Linked DNA regions of Macaca mulatta: regions 1 and 2 are each linked to region 3. The links are chromatin contacts, called in public Hi-C maps. All regions are on one chromosome and are shown on one strand. The core of a region is the stretch at or near the end of the contact, and the rest is flanking DNA. Distances in the headings are between cores, read along the strand shown. Region 1 holds the start of PYGB (glycogen phosphorylase B). Region 2 holds the start of ABHD12 (abhydrolase domain containing 12, lysophospholipase). Region 3 holds the start of APMAP (adipocyte plasma membrane associated protein).

Evidence for each region. Hi-C and Micro-C count contacts between places; a contact is called where the count stands out from the background.
Region 1: a contact with region 3 is called in a Hi-C map of liver, with 2.1 times the contacts expected there. The contact joins the promoter of PYGB here to the promoter of APMAP in region 3. A contact is called at or near these places in 2 of 14 Hi-C or Micro-C datasets (fetal cortex germinal zone and liver).
Region 2: a Hi-C map of fetal cortical plate shows a contact between it and region 3, with 3 times the contacts expected there. The contact joins the promoter of ABHD12 here to the promoter of APMAP in region 3. A contact is called at or near these places in 3 of 14 Hi-C or Micro-C datasets (cortical neurons, fetal cortex germinal zone and fetal cortical plate).

Annotation. Positions count from the first base shown.
Region 1 is chr10:58,901,861-58,905,445 of T2T-MMU8v2.0, reverse strand. It overlaps PYGB (glycogen phosphorylase B), which reads left to right and starts at 1,422. Exons shown (of 20, transcript NM_001266864.1): 1 at 1,422-1,712. The coding sequence starts at 1,470.
Region 2 is chr10:58,759,037-58,762,546 of T2T-MMU8v2.0, reverse strand. It overlaps ABHD12 (abhydrolase domain containing 12, lysophospholipase), which reads right to left and starts at 1,798. Exons shown (of 13, transcript NM_001261275.1): 1 at 1,578-1,798. The coding sequence starts at 1,768.
Region 3 is chr10:59,163,687-59,166,865 of T2T-MMU8v2.0, reverse strand. APMAP (adipocyte plasma membrane associated protein) reads right to left here and starts at 1,789. Exons shown (of 9, transcript NM_001266050.1): 1 at 1,630-1,789. The coding sequence starts at 1,724.

The DNA.
Region 1 (3,585 bases), core at 173-2,672, 260 kb after region 3:
GCATCAGTGTTTGGAGCTTGCAGCCAAGCTCGACCCCACAGCCCTGCCATCTGTGCCCGAAGTTCGATCTTGTTGGCTCCAGAATCCCTAGGATATAGTGCAGGAGTGAATCCCAAGCTGGAGCTGGGTGGGCTGTGGGGTCATTCCAGATTGATTAACCTCCGACCTCTGAAGTCTGCAGCTGGAAGGGGCTCCAGGTAAGAAGATAACTTTGAAGCATCACACCAAGAAACCTACTGCACCTGGACTTTTATGACATCTCCCGCGGGCAATTTTTACCTCCATGAAATTCAGTAACCTTCGCAGCCCCTTCAGCCCAAGACCACCAGGAGCAAACCTGTAGTCCCACAAAATCGGGTGTACTGACCCACTGTAATGAGGGAGAGCCTCCCAAGAACGAAGGGAAAGGCAGAGTTCTTATGGGAATGGGGGAAGGCAGAGTTTAGGTGACCTTTACATGAAGCAGGGTTCCCATAGGCTGAGGCCAGCAGGACTGTGTTCCGCGGGGACCAAGTGTGGGAAGCTATGTGCAGACGCCCCCTATCTGGAGCTGCAGCCTGGGTTGGGATGGCGGAGGCTAAATCTTCGTTAGTGGCTGAGCTCCCCGGCCAGACAGGCATGTGTCCTTCTCCCTGCTGTAATCTCAAAGCGGACAGCGTCTGCCGGGTGGTTTCGGGAGCAGGGTTTCTCGGAGGGCTGGGGGGCTGCGGTCCATCCGAGGCGGGGTCATGGTGGCACTTGGCTGTGGCTGCCTCGCGCCCTCGGGAATGGGCGTCTCCCGTTCTCTGGCAGTTCGTTTTCTCCACGTCTGCCATCGGCCTGGAGTGGCAAGCAAATAGCTGGTATTTTCAGAGCCGCCCTGCCCCCGACACAGAAGACCGGGCCTAGCAGGCGTTGGTGGATGCCTTTCAAGCTGTAATCAGTTTCCCCGAAAGTTTACCAGGCCTCGGCCACAGCCCGGGCCCAGCGCACTCCCGCGAGGCACCTGGTGACCCGGTGTAGGGCGTGGGGACCGGCCCCAGGAACCCCCAGGGCCCGAGGGCAGGGCCCCCTCCCGCACCGCCCCCGGGCTGGCAGGAGCTGCCAGGACCGCACGCTTCAAGGCCCCGGGTCTCTTGCCCCCTCCAGTCGCTCCCACTTTCTGCCGGGCTTCCCCAACGAGGGGGCAAACCCCAATCTCAAATGTTGTGGACAGGTCCTTGCTGCCTCGGACCACATCAGCGCTCTCAGCTGTGAGCCTGGACGCCCGCCCCGCCTCCCCGAGGCCCCGCCCCGCCTCCCGAGGCCCCGCCCCGCCTCCCGAGGCCCCGCCCCGCCTCCCGAGGCCCCGTCCCGGCGCAGCGCGCAGGCGCGGCCCGTCCCGACCGCAGAGCCGCAGTGCCGGGCGCCAGAGCAGCTGCACCATCCAGGCGCTCTAGTGTCCCGCCGCTTTCCTTCTCCATCTCTTTTCCTCCGCCTCGGCCGGCGCGATGGCGAAGCCGCTGACGGACAGCGAGAAGCGGAAGCAGATCAGCGTGCGCGGCCTGGCGGGGCTGGGCGACGTGGCCGAGGTGCGGAAGAGCTTCAACCGGCATTTGCACTTCACGCTGGTCAAGGACCGCAATGTGGCTACGCCCCGCGACTACTTCTTTGCGCTGGCGCACACGGTGCGCGACCACCTGGTGGGCCGCTGGATCCGCACGCAGCAGCACTACTACGAGCGCGACCCCAAGGTGAGGAGCTGCCCCGCCCTCTGCGCCCGGGCCCGCTGAAAGGGCGCCAGTCCCGGAGCCGCGCCGGCGGAGATCTCTCTGCGGGGCGGCCCCCTGGGCGTTACCCGCGCTCGTCTCCGGCCGGCGGCCAGGCACAGCCGACTGGGGAGTCGCCTGGAAGCCGCGGTCGGCGGGGGCCGGGCTTCCCCTGCGCAGGGCCGCGGCCACAGGTCCCCTCCACTAAGAGCCCGCGCCGTCCCCCGCATATGATGCTGAGCCCGGGAGCCTGGCGGATGTTCCCGGTCTCTTTCTGGCGGTGCGCTTCCGCGCTGGCTGCAGAGCCCGTGCTCCCCGCCCCTGCCTCCAGCCACCTTTTGTTTTCCTGCAGCAGCCTGTAGGAGAAGATGGGACTGGAACCCGGCCTGGGCAGCCTTGTAGGTTGGAAGGGGGTGAGCTCGGTAATCTGCAGGGAATTGTGAGACTTTTGTGTGTGTGCGCTGCTTAGAAGAAAATCGCTGAAGATGCCTGCTTCACGCAGGAGGGGTACGAAGCTCAGAGCTGGAGATGGAGCCCTTGAAGAAGGCTCTGTCTTAGAGGTTCCCATACCTCCCTTGGAGAAATTTACTTGGGTTAAAGTTCATAGAGATTGCCTTAGTAATTGTTACTTTTTATATCTTGCAAAAATTTGTTTGAGTAGTTGAAGTCACTGATTGTCCCCGTTACTCTTAACCATATTAACTACGGGCCTGTGTTCCTGCCGGTTTTTTGGTATTCCTAAACATATGTACACATTTTTAAAAAGTATAATGCACATACAGTTTTTTAGATTTTCTGTTTCATTCGTAAACATTTGTAACTTTTTCCCTGATAAACAGCTTTGCAAGTCAATGGATAGGATGGTAGGTTTCAGTTTGATAGGTACATGGTAGTCTTGCACAGCCCCATGTTGCCAGTTTTTTGTTGTGTTGTTTGTTTTTTAACTTTTGACTATGGAGAATTGTGTCTTTCTACTACACTAACGTAGAGGGAAAATTGGTGAGGAAAAGACACACTTCCAGACCTGAAGCCACTTGGCAAAGATTTTACTTGCAGTGTATACACCTGGGCACCGAGGACTTACTTTATGGATGGTATTTTAGAATATTTTTGTAGGGCATTAAGATATGTTTAATACAGTAATTGCTAAGAGATTGATTGCTTTGCCAAACTTTTTCTGGGACATTCTTTTTTTCTGAAATAGAGAGGGTAAAAGGGACAGATTTGTTAGAATACCAACTGGGGCTCTTCATATTTAGTATGCAAAACATAGAAGTGGCAACAAATGGCCAAAACAGGTTATAACAAGGGCTTGGGATGACTTTGCCAGGAAAAGCAGCCAAGAAGCAGTGGCTCCCCCAGAATTCCCTGCTGTTGGGACAGTTCTGATGCACAACACCAATGTTTTTTTTTTTTTTTTTTAATTCTGAGACGGAGTCTTGCCCTATAGCCCAGAGCTGGAGTGCAGTGGCGCGATCTCGGCTCACTGCAACCTCTGCCTCCCAGGTTCAAGCAATTCTCCTGCCTCAGCCTCCCGAGTAGCTGGGATTACAGGTGCCTACCACCATGCCTGGCTAATTTTTTGTATCTTATTAGAGACGGGGTTTCACCTTGTTGGCCAGGCTGATCTCTAACTCTTGACCTCGTGATCCGCTTGCCTCGGCCTCCCAAAGTGCTGAGGTTACAGGCGTGAGCCAACACACCCAGCCTACAACATCATTTTTATTGTCTAAGTGGTTTATGGCAAGTACATAGCTCTGCCTTCACATTCAAGGGCATTTCCTTGGAGCTGGACCAGGACTCAGCTCGGAACCTTAGGGTGCCCATTGGAGTATTTATATATAATCACATCATGGAG
Region 2 (3,510 bases), core at 549-3,048, 400 kb after region 3:
TGCCTCAGCCTCCCGAGTAGCTGGGATTACAAGCATATGCGCCACCACGCCCGGCTAATTTCTTATTTTTAGTAGAGAAGGGGTTTCTCCATGTTGGTCAGGCTGATCTCGAACTCCAGACCTCTGATAATCTGCCCCCCTCGGTCTCCCAGAGTGCTGGCATTACAGGCGTGAGCCACCGCGCCTGGCAATTCGATTTTTTCGAAGGAAGAATTTTCCAATTTATCTAACATGCCATGTCTGTTAATAAAAGTGTATTAAAGTTAAATCATGAGTTTTTAATGCAAATAAATATTTCCATAGTAAAGAGAACAGATTAGTTTCACAAAAGATATTGCAGATGCTAGATAATTTTACACCCATAGACGAGTCTATCAGTCTCTGCCCTTCTGTCAAATCATCAACTTAGAGGTGTCTATAGTTTAATTTCATGATCTTTTAAGCAATGAAGTTGAAATTCTAATTTTCTTTAGGAGCGACTTGCATAAATATTTTACACTCAAGTGGCCAGCATCAACTAAGGGCATTCCAGATGGTCAAAAAAGAAGTGCTCTGCTACAACGCCCGAGATCACCATATAGTAACTTCTTCAAATCACCACGAAATATCAAGACTTCAAAGCTGCCAGGAATGCTACGTTCTACAAACAGCCAGATAATTCGGAAACCAGCAGATGGGAGGAGAAATCTGTCCGTATGAAACATGTTCCCATCTCCATCCCAACTGCATCACAGTTTTGAAAGTGGCTTTATATAAACGCGTTCATCTTCTACCCAAAGGGAGAACACCAATAACCAAACGATCCAGGACTGCAAGGTGATTCCCAAGGAGGCGAACTTGTGCGGACAGATTTCACGCACCACGAACCACCACCAGCAGAGGGAAGGACAGGCTTCCCTCCGACGGCTGCGATGCTCCGAGTCCCTCCTTCCCCTACAACCTGCGGCCCACTGAGCCCTTCCCCAAAGGTCTCGGAGTTCTGAACGACGCACGCACCCGACCCTAGTTACCTGGCAGAGGCGCCGAGCGCCCAAGATGCCAGTAAGGCTCCGTGCACGCAGCCCAGCCTGAAGGGCGCCTGCCCGGGCGCTCGGTGCGGGGCCCGATGCAGAGCAGGAAGAGGAGGTCCGAGTGGGCCCCAGCGCTCTCAGGATCTGGCGCCGGCCCCTCTGCCTCATGCCTCTGCTGTGCCCGGCGTCCAGGGATCGCCCAAGGACTCCCCACCCGCTACCCTACTCTTCTACGCGGGGTCATGACTTCGGGCGGCGCCAAGCCCCCAACGTAAGGGTCCCCCGGGCAGCCCCGGGAAAGGGTCGGGGTGCAAGGCTAGGCTGGGAGTGCCGAGCGCGCGGGCGGGAGGAGAACACAGAGGGTCAGGGGCAGGGCACAGCGCTCCCTCCGCGCTGCCTGGGGAAGGGAGCGGGGGTGGGGCCGCCGCGGGCCAAATGCGGGACACTAGCGCGCAACCGGGCGGCCGCAGATCGGGCGGGCGGTCACCCTGGGTGGGGCTGGGGGGTGCTGGGGCCCCCTGCGGGACGCACCTGCGCCAGGTGAGCCCCCCCTCCGCGAAGCCTCACCTGCCCAGCGCCCGTTTCATTCCCGCGTCGGCTGCGCAGCGCGGCTCGGCCGCCCCCGTGCCCGTCAGGCGCAGGTTCTGCTTCAGGCGGCAGTCGGCGTCCAGCGCCGCGGCAGCCGAGCCGGAGGAGGACGAGCCCGCGGCGGCGCAGCGCTCATGCTCCAAGGCGACGGGCTCGGTCCGCTTCCTCATGCCGCGGCCGACAGGGCCGGCCGCCGACGGCGCCCGCTGGCCTCACCCGCCGCCTGCGCCGCAATGCCGCCGCTCACAGCCGCCGCCGCTCACAGCCGCCGCCACCCGGAGCCCGGAGCCCGGAGCCCGAAACCCGCAGCTCCTCACATCCCAGCCCAGGCCGCGGCGCCCGCTACTAACCAGCGGCGGGGGCCCGCCGGCCACGCCGGCCAATCAGCGCCGGGCTCCCGCTGGCCCTGCCCCCGGCCCCGCCCCGGCCACCTCTTCGCGGGTTCCGAGGGGCGCGCGCCCAGCATCCTCGGCGCCACCCGCAGCCATCTTGTGGGAGGGTAGGCAAAGCCGCAGCGGCGCGTCATCTGCGGGGCAGGGCTCTGGGCTCCATCGCGACGCTGCAGCTGCCCTCGCCCGGGCGCTCGGTGTGAGGAGCACCCACTCCCTGTCGTGCCCCGGTTCAGTGACCCGAAAGGGGTGGCCCAGCGAGCCAGACCCGCAACGCCGGGCCCCTCGCGCTTCTGCGAACGGAAACCCAGAGGTAGCAAATCGCATTTCCGTTCTCGTGATTCTTAACTCTTCTCACAAGGACTTTACCTTTAAAAGTATGCTTTCCGGTCGTCAATTTTTAATTTGAAGCAAATGTATAAACTCAGTTTTTACTTTTGGGCCGAACATATGAACTGCTTGAAAAATTTACTTTTTAAAAACCTGTATTAGATTTTAGATTTTTGTAAAGCAATTAAGACTACCTGATGGGAGGAAAATCCATTTCAAAGATAAATTCGCCCTTGTGAAACCCAAATTTAGTACTAATTCAACCCATCCTAAAAAGAGAAAAGGAAAGAAAAAAGGGCAGTTTCACAAATTTAGTTTTATAACTTTGGCTTTCCTTAATATGGCATTGATTTTATATATAATCTATAACCAAGAGAGATATTTGCTTACTTATTCCAAAGTAACTTTAGAAATTTCAATATTTGTCACTTTGAAAACTATTGGCAATTGGTAATCTAAGGTCAATTGGAAATGCGTTTAGAAATTCAACAGCTTTTTATGTTACTTTTGTAGTGATACTTTGAAATTGCAACGTAATTTGTAGACCATATTACTAAGTGTTACAGCCTGCATTCATAATTGTGTCAATATCTCCAGATATACTTTTTAAAAACATTATGGGCTGAGCTCTGTGGCTCATGCGTGTAATCTCAGCACTTTGGGAGGCGGAGATGGGTGGATCACTTAAGTACAGGAGATGGAAGCCAGACCAGCCTGGCCAGCATGGTGAAACTCTGTCTCTACTAAGAATACGAAAATTAGCCGGGTGTGGTGGCACAAGCCTGAGTGACAGAGCAAGACTGTTTTTTAAAAAAAAAAAAAGACTGGGCGTGGTGGCTCACGCCTGTAATCCCAGCACTTTGGGAGGCCGAGGCGGGTGGATCACAAGGTCAGGAGATCAAGGCTAACCTGGCCAACATAGTGAAACCCCATCTCTACTAAAAATACAAAAATTAGCCAGGTGTGGTGGCACAAACCTATAATCCCAGCTACTTGGGAGGCTGAGGCAGGAGACTTTCTTGAACCTGGGAGGCAGAGGTTGCAGTGAGCTGAGATCATGCCATTGCACTCCAGCCTTGGGGACAAAAGCAAACTTCTGTCTCAAACAAAAAAAAAAAAAGAAAAAAAATAGCTGGGTATTGTGGCGCATGCCTGTATTCCCAGCTGCTTGGGAGACTGAGGCAGGAGAATTG
Region 3 (3,179 bases), core at 540-3,039:
AATGTAAAAGGCACACTGGAAAAGATCAAGCAGTAAAAGATGACTTTAGAATCAGATTTACTTAGTCATTATGAAAGAAATCCCCACAGAGAACCTGAAAAAAACAATTAAGTCTACTGCTCTGCCCTGGGGCCAGAGGTGTGAGCCAGCAGACTTGAGAGTTGGGACCACCTAACCAGTGCTCTCAGGGGCTGTATGCCCTGGTTTTCAACGCACTGCACCTAATGACAAACTCAGGCCACTGCTCTTTCATTTCTCAGGTACAAATGGCTTGTCTTCAAGATTTCCGTAGGAAAGTGTTGCCAATTCTTGCATGTCCATTCTAAATGGCTCCTCAACCATCAACAGATGATTAATTCACAGTAAGTAGGGTGACCAAATTGTCCCAGTTTGCCCAGGTTTAGCACTTAAAGTTCTACATCCTTGGAAACCCCAGTCCAGGGCAACCCAGGATGGTTGGTCAGGATATATGGGAGCATCTTCCCGATCTTTTCACTGGCCCAAGGTCAACTATCACCGCAAAGTCTTCTCTCTAAATTGCTTCTCTAGAGCCTAAATGCTCCTCCCTGCCATCGTTCTCCTTTAAATGTGTTCCTCTCATCATCAGTCAATAAACTCAGTCTACAGGGGCAAAAACTGCCTCTCATTCATATGTACCCCACCACCTCTCGGCACATTACTGAACAAATATTTCCAGTACTTCTATCAAATATAAGTCAATCTGTTCCACAGCTTCAAGCTTGGTCTGTGGGGCCTCTTGATTCTCCCTGAAACTTAAAAGTTATGAAATTCAGGACACATAATTGAAAAGCGAATTTCAAGTATCTTACATTGAAATCTATATTTGCGGATCATGATTCAGTTTTTAGCTAACAAAACATAGCATTCTTATATTCTAGAAGATGGCAGAGGAGGCTAAAGGACAAAACCTGGTATTTCTGAGGTGTCAACAACTACAGTTTCCTATGTTTCTCCATCCCTATCGGGAAAAACTGCAAGGCTGAATTCTCACAAAAATTGCCTACAATGTCACTTCTGTTCTCCACTCTTTCCAAGAACCGCGGTGAGGACTGGTCACACAGCGTGAAGGGGGCAGGTGCAGAAGAGCAAGTGTAGAAGCCATCTCTTCGCCGGATAACGAGGCAGGACCCCAGCATCTCGTGGGACCTCCTCCCTTCGAGAAAGTGCGAGCGGGGGACCAGGAGGACGCAAGACACTGGCCAGGTAGCTGTGCCCCAGGGGGATCAGATGAGCCAAAGGAATGACAGCGCGAGGGGAGCGAGGGAAAGGCGAGGAAGCAACCGCGCTGCAGGGTGGGGCAGGAGTGAGGGGAGGGAAGGCGCAGGAGCAGCGCGAGACGGTCTAGGGTCCCGGAGAGCCGAGGATAACGCCGCGACTGGGCGCTGGGTGCACCCGAACCTCAAAGACCTGGCAGGTACATCCGCCTTGTCGGAGTCTGCTTCCTCCTCGGAAAAATGAGTTTTTCTTGGGGATGAAACGAGAGGGCTCGGACAAGGCGCTCTGCACCACATCCCCAGGTTACTGTTACTGCCGTCGCCGCTGTCCAGGAGGATCACCCTCTACTCCTCGCGGCCCGGCTTCAGCGCCCGGTCTGCGAGTCCGGCCTACCTGCCGTCCTTAGCCTCCGGGGCCTGGCCATCATCGTCCGTGACGACCTGCGGCCGCAGAGGCCGGCGCTGTCGCAGCCCGTCCGCCTCGCTCATGGTAAGAGCGCCAGCCTGCCCAGCAACCACCACCCCGCAGTGAGCAGCAACGGCTCACGCTGCAGGCCCGCCCTCCCTGGCGCGCGGAAATGACGTTGAGCCCAGGGACCAATCCGCAGCGTTGTCCCGCCCCTTCCGGCCTCATGGGCGGGCGGTCTTCAGCGCGTCGCTCTTCGGCGCTCGGAGGCGAATTTTGAGCGCCCGGGAGCGGCGCTCGGAAACCGCTCAAAGCGAGCACCGGGAGCTCCTGAGGTCCCCGCCCGTCTCGGACTCCGGAGCCCAGAACACGAGTGGTTCCACCTTGGGCTCGCCTAGCTCAGTCCCTGCGCATGCCGCCTTCGTCTTACGTTTCTGAGGACGGGAATGCTCATGACGCACTTGGGAATTGCTGGCCCGAGATGTTGGCCACTTTTATCGTTAGAGAGGATGGCGCTGTTTATGAAATGTCAGCGACCCTGCTCTTACGGGCAGCGTCAAAAATAATGCATTCACACCCTTGGAACGAAGTCACCTCTGCCTGAAAATTACGTCCTTCCCCGACTCATCCGGTTAAGGGGAAAACGGGCTAGAAAATGTTTCCCTCTGGTTAAGGCCAGATGTTGAGTATTAAATCTTTTTGTGACCGTTACAACAGACATTTGATAAAGTTTATTAAGTTTTGATAAAGTGTATTAAGGGTTACCCTTAAGCAAAGGCCAGGTAGAAGTAGAAATTATCACTAACAAAGTTTAAGAAAGCATAGAGTGGCATCGTTCTTTCAACAGTATTGCAGTGAACCAGAAATGTTCCCAGGTGCTGGGAGATGATGGTGGGCAAATCACAGACAAGGCAATTAAGCTTATGGAAATTAAGCTAGTGGGAAAGATGACTTCAATCAGACCATCGTCATAAAATAGACATGTAAAATTATCAAACGTAATAATTGCTTGAAAGGGGAAGAATTGGATCTTGTGAGAGCCTTTGACAGGCAAAGGGATTGAAAGAGAAATCGAATCTGGAGGAAGTGACAGGGAGGATTTCCAGGCAGAAGAAATCAAAGCCTGTTACCAGTGGCACGAGGAATCATGTCTGGAAAAGCCACGTTCAAAATGCAGTGTTACTAACAGAAATAATTTCCTCTTGGAGGCATTCCTGATAGAAACATGCCATTACCTTTTTAAGTGCTAGATGGCACTAGAATTCCATGTGAATGTTTTTTATTTATTCATTCAAAGAGCTGAAGAACCAGCCTGAGGGAAGTGGAGAGCTGTGCAAATCCAGTTCTCCAGAGATCCCAGGTAATAATTCAAGTCTCGGCAACATTTTACTTCATTCTGTGTCATTGAGAATAGCCAGTACAGCCATTAAATCAGGGATAGTGTTAACAAAGTGCTGTATGGTCTGACACCTTCTTGCCTGTCTGGACTGTCCCTCTTGCTCTGCAACCCCCATTTCAGACACTCAGGATGACTTACC